2 separate regions of the Ovis aries genome follow, and region 2 is linked to region 1. Evidence: chromatin contacts called from public Hi-C data. All regions are on one chromosome and are shown on one strand. Each heading gives the region's core, a stretch centred on a gene start, on an enhancer-like site or on the middle of the called end of the contact. The rest is flanking DNA. Distances are from core to core; before and after follow the strand shown. Region 1 overlaps ANTXRL (ANTXR like). Region 2 overlaps LOC105605098 (anthrax toxin receptor 2-like).

The links. Hi-C and Micro-C count contacts between places; a contact is called where the count stands out from the background.
Region 2: a contact with region 1 is called in a Hi-C map of muscle, with 3 times the contacts expected there. The contact joins two enhancer-like sites. A contact is called at or near these places in 3 of 16 Hi-C or Micro-C datasets (hypothalamus, muscle and tail adipose tissue).

The regions. Positions count from the first base shown.
Region 1 is chr25:40,979,884-40,985,125 of ARS-UI_Ramb_v3.0, forward strand. It overlaps ANTXRL (ANTXR like), which reads right to left. Exons shown (of 13, transcript XM_042240948.1): 11 at 4,924-5,202; 12 at 3,447-3,485. Among named protein-coding and RNA genes, the nearest start is that of ANTXRL, 38 kb to the right of the region's middle. Within about 2 kb of position 2,393, at least 1 of the 54 cell types and tissues checked has an H3K27ac peak or open chromatin away from gene starts, as enhancers often do. A contact at or near this core is called in muscle, where this site is marked.
Region 2 is chr25:41,202,246-41,207,487 of ARS-UI_Ramb_v3.0, forward strand. It overlaps LOC105605098 (anthrax toxin receptor 2-like), which reads right to left. Exons shown (of 7, transcript XM_042240811.2): 4 at 4,876-4,955; 5 at 4,730-4,798; 6 at 4,325-4,402; 7 at 3,651-4,223. The coding sequence ends at 4,107. Among named protein-coding and RNA genes, the nearest start is that of ZNF488, 20 kb to the right of the region's middle. Within about 2 kb of position 2,491, at least 3 of the 54 cell types and tissues checked have an H3K27ac peak or open chromatin away from gene starts, as enhancers often do. A contact at or near this core is called in muscle, where this site is marked.

The DNA.
Region 1 (5,242 bases), core at 1,143-3,642:
GATATCCTTAACACTCAAGCCCTAGGACTATGGTTGGGAGGGATAAGGTCAAATGGGAGGGGGGCAGAGGAATGGGAGGGGTCACGTCCACCAGGCACAGTCACGGGCTCCCAGCCCCTCTCAGGATGAGCAGGTTGGTTTCAGCCAGCTCGGGCTGCTGCCGCTTACTCTCTGGGTGGCCTTGGCAGCTTCCCTGATCTCTCAGGCCTCCGTTTTGCCTCCAGGAAGCACACAGATCACTGTGAACCCAGAGAGACTAACGGGCAGGCTGGAGAGCTGGTGTTGCAGGGGCCGAGCAGAGCCCTGGGGGATACGAGCTCCCTAACCCATCGCTCTGCCATCCCAGCACAAGCTCCACAGAGCAGCCCTGGGCCTGTGACCGCTTCAGAGCCCTGAGCTCTGGGCAGGAAGGCTGTGTCTGGGGTCTCCCATCTGGGTCTTATCTCTGTCTTGCTCTGTCCTTCCTGCTCCTGACTGAGCATCTCTGCGTGGCTGTCTCTACTGAACGAGGCATAATGCTGGCATGGGGCTCTTGTGAGCATAATGAGGCTGTGGTTCCGGGGAGAGGTTCCAGGAGAATCAGGTGGAGAATGGGGCTTCCCGGCAAGTAAACCTGGGACTGAGAGCCGTAGGAACGCTGGCACTCTGGCACCAGATAATGTCTCTGCTGGGTGTGAGCAGTGCCTCAGATGTGTCAGTATCAGTGTCCAGAGGCTTTCTGGCCTGACTACAGTTTCCAAACGCCCAAGCGCCCAGTCTCCAAGAGCCTGTGTGATTCAGGGAAGGTGACTGATGCAGCCCTCATTAAAGGCTCGGGGTCCGCAACGTCCTCCAGGCCCCTGGTCTGGTCTGTGGAAAGGGTCTGAGTTTGGAACGGCCAGGCAAATGATTTCCAGGCAAACCATTGCCCTCCTTGGGCCCCAGGGAGCTGGGTAGGGCAACCTCTGGTGGTCTGTGGGTAAGCACCATGAGATCATGAGTACTGACCCCAAATGGGGTTCAAAGAGAAGGATAGAGCCAGGCTCAGAATTCAAGTCAGTGCTCCTCCCAGCCTTTGTGACTTAGTCAAGTCACTCAGCCTCTCTGTGGGATAATAGTAGTATCTACCTGTAATTATTGGGAGGATTAAAGCAATGAAGACATGTAAAGTTTTTAGCTGAGCAACTGACCCACAGAAAGAGCACAGTAGAATTACCCAGCATTATTGTTACATTCCAAGGATGACAGCTGGAACGATTTGGCTTCTCCCCATTGTCACAGGCAATGACACAGGGGGTCGTCTTTGCTACCTGCTAAATGCAGTCAGTGTTGGCCCGACAACATTGGGGAGGGGGTGTCACCATGTCCCACCATTGCTGGCACTTGAGTGACCAGTTCAGGAAAATCTCATGGGTGGGGTGCAGCTAGCAGTCGCCCAGGGGAGGGGGAATTGTGGAGAGGGACGATTGATGGGAGGCAAATAGGCCTCTCCAGACCTTTTTACTTAGGATTGGCAGTTCTAGTCATAGTTCTGAGAAGAAAGGTCCTGACATCCTTGCGATGAGGACACAGAGGAAACTCATGTGTGCCGTGTGGAGAATCGTCTGGAGGCGCATGAGCTCCAGGTCTGCACTTCTTGGACATTTTTCCTGGCAGATACCCAGACAGGACAGGGTTCTCTGACCGACAGTCTCAGGGGCCAATGATGAAGGGCAAAACCAAGACCCCAACCCATGGAGCAACCCGGGGAGCATCCCTGTGCCCTGCTTACCATGTCTCTGGTTGGGCACCACATTACTGACATCTGATTGCAGCGCTGAACAAATTCACACAAGCTATCCAGTTTTCCCTGAAAAGCAGATGTGTTTGTGAGGACGCTACAGGCCTAGATGCTGCCTCTAGAGGGACAGTGTCTCCTCTCACTTGAAATTGCCTGTCAGGGATCCATCCCCACCAATTCCCTGAAACAACACTGAACTGCCCTTTGGGGGCCCCAACAACATCCAGAGCTTGGGCCCATCCCAAGGGGGAAATGCTGGCAGTGATGGGAACATGAGCCCTTGTACTTTCGGCTTCCCCTGAGCAACTAGGTTTGGGGTGCTTTTGGCTTTTCTCTAGCAGCAAGGGAACATAGTCTGGTGCCCACAGCTCGTTTCTGCTCAAGCCATGCCTACTGGAGCCAGACTTGGGCATGAACCAGCTGTCCTCACCCCCTGCTCCCCAGCCGTGGACTCAGTACTCCTTCCCGAGGGCCCTTCTCACCTCCATTCGTTTCATTCCCCCTCCTTGGCACCCACAAGGGACAATCACTGTGGGGCACGGCATTTGGCACGTCTCCTCCGGCTCCTAGGGAGAGAAAACACCATGTTCTTGTCTGGCAGCTCCTGGGTGCAGACACATGACGTCTGTTGCCCTGGCACCTGTCAAGTGTCAGCCATTCAGCAAATGTTTGTGGGAGAATCAAGGACAGATGAGCAGCTCCCGGCACAGGAAGAGAGTGGCCTCTATGTGAAAACACACCAGCTCCATTTGGCTTACAAAGACACCTCCTCTCCAAAGATCAGCAAACTTCACCCTGTCCCCTTGGCTCCCAGAGGCGCCCCCGCAGGAGAGGCTGGGTGAGAGGCTGCACCATGTGAAGGCGGCTGTCAGGGGTGCAGCAGCAGCAGGGGACAGGGCTGCACTCACCCGCCTCGGGCAGAGGCAGCCCCCAGGCCCCACTGCAGCCGGTGCTATGCCAGCCCTGCAGAGGCCCTGTTTGCCGCTGTATCTCAGACCCAGACCCCCCATCTTGGGACACGGTGCTCCTGCTCTAACTGCCTCTTATGGGCCCTGTTTTGGGTCCCCACTCTGGTGGGTCAGCCACAGCCTCCCCACCTGACTTTGGCACCTGTGCTCAGCTTGACTCACCTCTCTCACAGCTCGATGCCAGATAAGACTCTCTCCTCCCTCCTCAGCCCCCCAGAGGCCAACCCCACCAAGGCCCTCACCCTGAAATGAGCCAGGGATGAAGAACAAGGAAACGGAGGCCCAACAGGCAGCCGAGCTCAGGGAGGGGGTCCAGGTCCCTGAAACCTGAGGATCCTTTTCCAAAAACTCACCTGGGTGCTGAAAGGACCATCCTACAAACAGTCCTTTGGGAACTGACAAAAAGCCCATTGATTCCAGGAAGGATCATAGCTGTTCCTGAGACAGGCTACGCCACGTGCTGACCCAGTGCTAAGGGCCCTGGATCAGACTATGCTGGGGGCTGGGGAGTGGTGTTCTCTGGGCGACATTTTGCGAGTCTGCTTCTCCGTCAGCATCCCTGCCTTCCCTCTGTCACCCTCTCTTTCTACCAGTTCTCTCTGCCCAGATAGGTGAGAGCTGCAAGGGTGGGGGAGGACATCTCCCCAAGTACCTCTGGGGGCCTCTCTGTGTAGGGCATTGTGTGCAATGGGCATGCTCTCAACATCAGGACCACTCACCCTCTCTGGATTCAGCACTGGCGGTGGCTCCTTGACGGTCTGCAATGGAAGTGATCAAGATGGAAGTTGTCAAGCTTAGTGCCCGTAAAGCTTATCTCTGCTGAACTGACGCATTCTGGGGTAAGACCTTGCAGCGTGAATTGGCTTCCCTCAAGTTTCACACCCCAGCCTGGGTGTCACAGCTCCCTCCTTAATGACTTTTCACCTCCATCCATCTTTTCCTGCTTACCTGGTACTCACAACAAGGGACAGTCACTGTGGTTAAAATCATGGGTTCAAAGGCATGTGGAGGGCTCTGGCTCAGCTACGCAGATAGAAGCGGATGCTGCTCAATAGCAGTAGGGAGGCAGAAAATGGGTTTTGGGGTGTCTGCTGTCTGTAGGTCTATAACCAACAGGTTCCCCCTCTCTGGGCCTCAGGCTTCTCAGTTATCAAAGGGGAATCAAGGCCTCCATGTATGGTTAAGTGGGAGACAGACCAAGGTTCCTGGTCCCTGGTAGAGGCTGCACATGGGAGTTTTCATCAGCAGCCCTGACGGCGTATGGAGACAAGAGAGCACTCCCCACACCCCTCCCAGCTCCCCTCTCCCACCCCCTGCAGCCCTCCCTGCCTCCCAGCCCTCGGGGATGACTGTCCACCTCCCTCTCCCCATGCTTTCTCTCCTCACTTCTTGCCCTTTGCAGAAACCTGACCCGCTGGCTTCCAGGCTGCTTTGCTCATGCTTTCTCAGCTCTGCTTTCCCTCTTCTTCACCCAGCGCTGTCCTGTGCCCTTGCAAACCTGGCTGGCCAGTCCCTCTCCCTCCCCTCCGTCCCCAGGGCCAGTCTCTACTCTTTTCATTATCAGGGCACCTGCCACACCCTCTGAAGGTGACATTTACCTTCAATGCCCCCCAGGGGCCTACACCAGAGCAGCCACTAGACAATGAGCTCTTATGGGCAAAGGTGGCGGGTACTTCATTCCTGCCCCTCTGTGTCCCGCATAGGGTCCTGCACATCCCGGTGACTTTGTGTGACTGATGAAGGAGTGACTAGGGTACCAGAGATGGGCAGGGATCCATGCTGCTTCCAAAGGCACAGCCGCCTCTGAGGTTAGCCCTCCCCAGGCCAGCATCCTTCTCCCTTTGGGCCATCAGTGCCCAGGCAGGCCCCTCTTCTTCCCCCAGCAGCAGAGACTCCTGGGGCTTTGATCTACCTGAGTCTTTCTGCTGTAAGGCAGTGTGGTTCTCAGGGGATCTGGGGTCTCTTCTTTTCAGGGGCCAGGCAACCCATAGGCCCCCTCTATGTGAAGGTGGAAGCATGAGGCAGGTAGCCCCCTAGAGGCCCCGACTGTCTACGCCCAGGAGGGGAGGACGGAGTCTGTGCCTTGTTGGAGCTGATGGGAACCTGCCCACAGGCAGGATCTGAAGTGGGCCCATGCTCGGTCCCTCAGGGCTTGGTGAGGGCTGGACACAGGCTGTGTAGGCAGGGCTCACTCACCCTCCTGTGGCATAGCCACCAGATGCAGCAGAACATCAGGGACAATAAGAGCAGGGCTGGGATGAGTGCGAAGAGGTAGAGAGGGTTGACATAGGGGATGACTTGCGCGGGCGGCGCGGGCGGCGCGGGCGGCGCGGGTGGCGCGGGCGGTGTGGGCGGGGCAGGCGGTGCGGGCGGCGCGGGCGGCCCGGGCGGCGGCGCGGGTGGCGTCTCTGGAGGCGGCTGGACAGCTGCTGAGGGAGCTGGTGGGGTAGTCGTATCTTTAACTGGCCCCCCTGCCTACAGAAAAAACACATGGCGGAGTCCTGGCATGGACCAG
Region 2 (5,242 bases), core at 1,241-3,740, 220 kb after region 1:
GGGAGGGCAGCAGCTGAGGGTAGGGCCAGCTGACAGCCCAGAGCACAGACCATGCCGCATCCTCAGGAGCAGTGCACGCCGCCCTCTGCCTGGGCGCCTTCCTTCCTCCTCGGGCCTCCTGCTGCCTCCGGCCCCGCTCAGGTGCTGCTTCGCCTCTGCAGCAGGGCCCCTCTGTCCCAGGCAGTACTGCTCTCAAAGGAGGGCTTCTAAACTCTGGCAAGTCTCCAAAGTGGAAGGCAAGGTGATGGTTTCAGATTTTTGAGAAGAGAGTTCAAAATAAACGACTTTTCTTTGTCCAGGCAGCAGCCTCTTCTGTTTCCCAACACCCCATATCCTAATTCCTCTTAACAGTTAGCCCCACAGGATGAAAATGAAGTTGCAAGAAGAACTGAAATCAGCTCACAGGGCTTCATTTCCCATGCACAGTGCAGCTGCCCACCAGAGGCAGAAGGACCAACAGCCTGAGGGATCCTGATCCACTGTGGAGGAGAGAGCTTTCTCTCTGGAAGAAAAGTTACACAGCAGGTCACCTGGGGCCGCTAGACAGGGTTATGGGAAGGCAGGCTCCCTGAGAAAGCCAGATGGAGAGGAGTTTGAAGAGGGCATGCAACCTGCATGAGACTGACCAGGCTGCACAGATCGAGGTGACCTGCCTTGGGGAGGGCAGATGGCGGAGCCCCGCATGCAGCTTGGCACAGCCATTCTGAGACGAACTGGACGCTGCCCACAGTGAGCTGGGTGGCCCCTTAAGGTATCAATTCTACTTCTGGTCTTGATCCCGGGGATACTCTGACCCAAGAGGAGTAACCATCAGGACAGTCCCTGCAATGTGACTTGTAGTACACTTATTAGGAATAATCTGAATATTGACCGAGGAAGACTAATAAATAAATCGGTCCATCCACGTGATGGAATACTGTGCAGAAGGATGGAAAACACTATGTGCTACAAGATCCCATTAAAGGGAAGTATCTTTATAAAGTCTACTTAGGTAGGAATCTACATACAAAAGCGGAACTCCTTGTGGCTGTTAGCTCAGGAGACAGTAGGATGGGACAAGGAGGGACCTGGAGGAGGGGCAGCCTCTGCCCAGGCTGGCTGCAGGAGTGTCCGTCGGTGCTGTGTGTCCGTCCTTCATCCTCAGGTCCTCCACCCACAGAGGCTCTCTGGCCATGAGGCGGAGCTGGACGCGGGACCCCAGAGGGAAGCCCTGCTCTGCACGGGTCCTACTGCAGCCTTTGCTGCTGGGCTTCTTGCAGACACGCACTCTGGTCTGGTCACATACAGGAGAAAGGGTGACAGGGGGGCCGCCTCCAGCCTGCCTTCTGGGGTCAAATCCCAAGCAAACCCAGCAACACACAGGGTGGGTGAATCCCCAAACCACAGTGGCAAGTGCCCGGGGCCAGATCCTGTGCTCGTCCCTGTGAGTCACTGAGGAGAGGTTCTAAAGCAGCAAATTAGACTGTCGAGGAAGAAAGCAGAGAGTAGCTGCCTCCACAGGTAGGGGAGGGACTGCCTGGGAAGGGAGCTGAGGGGACATTCTAGGTGCGACTGTAATGCTCTGAGTCTTCGTGAGGTTTGGGGTTACACGGGTGCTGTGTGCCTTTGTCAGAACTCATCAAATGATGCACTTAGCTCTGCTGCATCTCAAAAAGAGAACTCAACCAGAAACAGTCACCAGGTAGTCATGCGCAATGAAGGGTCTGGAGGCGAGGTAACCCCATGATAAATGATAATAGAAATGCCGTCAATCCAGGTAGCGGAGACAGGAGTGTCCACTGTACATCTGTTTTCACTTTGCTATAGTTATGAAAGTTTCCATAATAAAAGGTAGGAAAAAGTGAGGTGAATGATAAAAAATCAAAAAAATAAAACCATGGACACAACGAAGTGGAAGTCATGGTACATAAGTGACAAATGACAGGAAAACATCAAAGCTGTGGGAAGCCGGAGTGAGCAGCTGGCCAGGAAAGGCTTTGGGACTGAGGCACCAGGAGAGTAACATCTGAAAGGGTGGTAAGCTGAAGCCTGTAAAGCTGAGGGAGGTTTTTCAGGAAGCTCAGTCCCCTGACCCCACAGCCTCTGCACCAGGTGAGCTTACAGCAGAGGCTGGTCCTTGGAGAGTCTGGTTATCCAGCTTGAGGGCCTCAGCTTCTGTGGTCAGGTGGGAAGGGGAGTGGACTGCTCAGCCCCTCGTGCCCTGGGCAGAGGAGGGCCTGGAGCACAGGCCTGGAGGCGGGCCTGGAGCACAGGCCTGGAGGCAGGCAGGCAGGCAGAGGCCTCTGCTTAGTCTTGGAGTAGAGTCTTAGTCCTGAGAGGCTGAAGAAGTGACCTGCCTCATGCTCACCTCCTCCAGACTTCCTCACACCCGGCCTACCGACTTATTCAGAGTGCTAGCTTCTATTTGTTCCAGGGCCAGGTTCCTGCCTTGAGCTTTCCTCCAGTGACAGTCATGCTGTGAGACAGCTTTTGGCAAGACGCCTGCAGCTGTAAAGGTCAGAGCAGCACTGCTGGGCCTCCCTGGCAGAGGGTGTGTAGTGAGCACCTGTCACCCCTGCTGGGCCAGCACAAGGCATGAAGGACAACAGGCATCCTCCCCTGAGGTCTGACAGGGCTGTGTGTGTCCTGGGGACATGATAGGCTGTTATACAGCTGGCAGCAGCGACACCAGAGAAGCAGGGAAGACCCTGCACGTGTGTGGGGGTCTCTCCTCACCTCTACACTTCACACTGCAGGTCACAGGGTCAGAGACAGGAGAGGTCAGGGTCGGACGTGACCTACAGTGGGTGCAGCTGAAGACGTTTTCATCCTGGGTGTTCTTTAACCATATCCTTCCCCAACCTGGGCTCAGCATGAGAGTCGGGGCAGAGCCAGGGGTCAGTGATAGAACCCTCAGTACCAGCTCCTGCTGGTAAGGGCCACCAGCTTCCAGACACTGTGCCAGTCACTGCGAATCCCACTGCGTCTACATCTCACTGCAGATGTGACAGTGGATGTTTGTTATTTAGACTCTTTGAAGATGAAATTGGAGCTGCCAGATACTCAGCAACTTGCCCTGCTTTTGTGCCTGTGGGCAACAGGATGTGAGCACTGCTCTGTTTGACCACAGCCTACTACGCTGTAGTCTTGCAGTTTGGAGTACCGCAACCAGAACCAGCTTCCTGGGTCTGCATCTAGCTGCATCCAGCCGGGAGGTGTTTACCAGTGGGAGCTGGTGCTTATCCACCCGCCTCAGCTGTACAAATCCCAGTGATGTGGATGCACAAACTGGCTCACACAGAGCTCACAGCGGGCTTCTAACAGAAACTCGACTGCGCAGGATCATCCCCATGCTGAGGCAGGGACCCTCCAGGGGAGAGAGGGCATCCTCGTCCAGCTCAAGACCTCAGAGAAAGGCCATCCTCATTGAATCACTGGGTATAGTGTTGGCTGTGAGAATTTGTGTGGTTGCCTTTGTCCGACTATGGTCCTCTTATGACTTGAACTTTGTCCAATTCTTTTGTTCATCCATTGAAAAAAATCACATTTTCTTTCTCCATTTTGCTGATGTGGTAAATTACACTGACATTTCAAATACTGAGGTGATCCTTCATGAGTCTTGATGTACTGTCCTTTTCATGTATTGGATTACATTTGCCAGTGTTCCATCCAGAGTTTAAAAACAAATTTTATTACTTAAAATATATTTCTTATTAATCTGTGCTTTATTTTTCTTATATCTAAGTAAAACTCTTTAGTTTTGAATTTTAAAAAGGTAATTACACTAATCTTACTAGGGTACTTATTTCCCAGCACAGGTATGTGAAGTCGTTCGGTAGTAGATACTTCAATTTATATAGAGCTGTATGTCAAGTATATCTCAATAAAACCAGAAGAAAAGGTAATTACACCCAATATCTACACCATAATCCATGGCAGACATGACTCACACAAACCACACTTACTTAAGTACTCAATGCACAATAACATACCTGACATATTTCTGTAACAACACTCCATGCACACACACAGCACATACTGAGAGACCACACACACACACACACACACACACACACACACTTCACACTTACACCAAAGACACACACCACACTCAGACTCAGGCACATTCACACCACACATACACAAATGTCATTTACTCTCCAACAGTGACCCCAGCACGTACCTCCTACACAGGCATAGTAAGTGTCCCCACCCATGACTTGCTTACAGGAATTTCCCACGAGCTGGAAGAGAGTATAATAGGTGGTAGGGTCAGGAAGAGAGACACGCATGAGCGTGGTGAGAAGCTACCCCAACCTCCTTCTCACATTTATCCCACACTCACCGATATAATAAAGCCTTCCATGTCCTCGGCATTGGGTACCTCATATGCCTGGGTCTTTCCACCCACAATTTCAACCAACTACGAGGAAGAGAAGATGGCTTGGCAAATAGCCCAGGGTTGAGAACACGGCTTTCTGTCCTGGGAAACAGGCTCTTGCCTGCTGCCATGTTGGACTCCGAGCCTGGCATTGTCAGCAGCCCACCCTCAGGGCATGGAAAGCTCCTCCACCCGCACCTCTGGTGTATAGTTTACACAACACCTTCTGTTCATCTGCCGTGACTACCTGTTGTCCAAACACTTGGGCTAGGGTAGAGGGACGTCCCTGGGTGATGCTGGGACAGCTGCCTTGGAAAGTTTTCCCCAACTGGGTTCAAGAGTGGCACCTGGTTACCTGTTCTGAATTACCTGGTTTCTCTGAGAGTTTTTCATAGCTATGGCATAAAGTTTGGTCTTAAATTTCTTCAACCTGTTGGACTAATAGAAAAAAGACTGTGAGTAGAAAATATACAACTAGATGGGACACGAAGTTGGAAATGATGGCCTGGACTTACTTCTCTCATAGCAGCCCACACTGTCCATTTGTCCAGTGGTCCAGCATTCAAAGCATAAACCATGCTGGCAGCTTTCTTGTCTGCAGAACAAGCAGGGAGTGGCCTGGTCAGCAAGCACCTGCCTCAGGCTGCCAGGCCCACAGTGCAGCTCCCACATCTCCTCCCTGGGGAGGGGCCACCTGACCTGAGTACCCACCACCCAGAGCATCTGCGGGGAGAAGGAGCCTCAGTCTAGGACCCACGTGACAGATGAGGAGCCGGGCTCAGAGTGCTTCCTAGTGACCCTCACTAGGGGCAGGTGGACAGCCTTTATCCTGAATAGCAACTGCAGCTACTTCCCTGGTGAGGATAAGTCTCTCCTTACAGC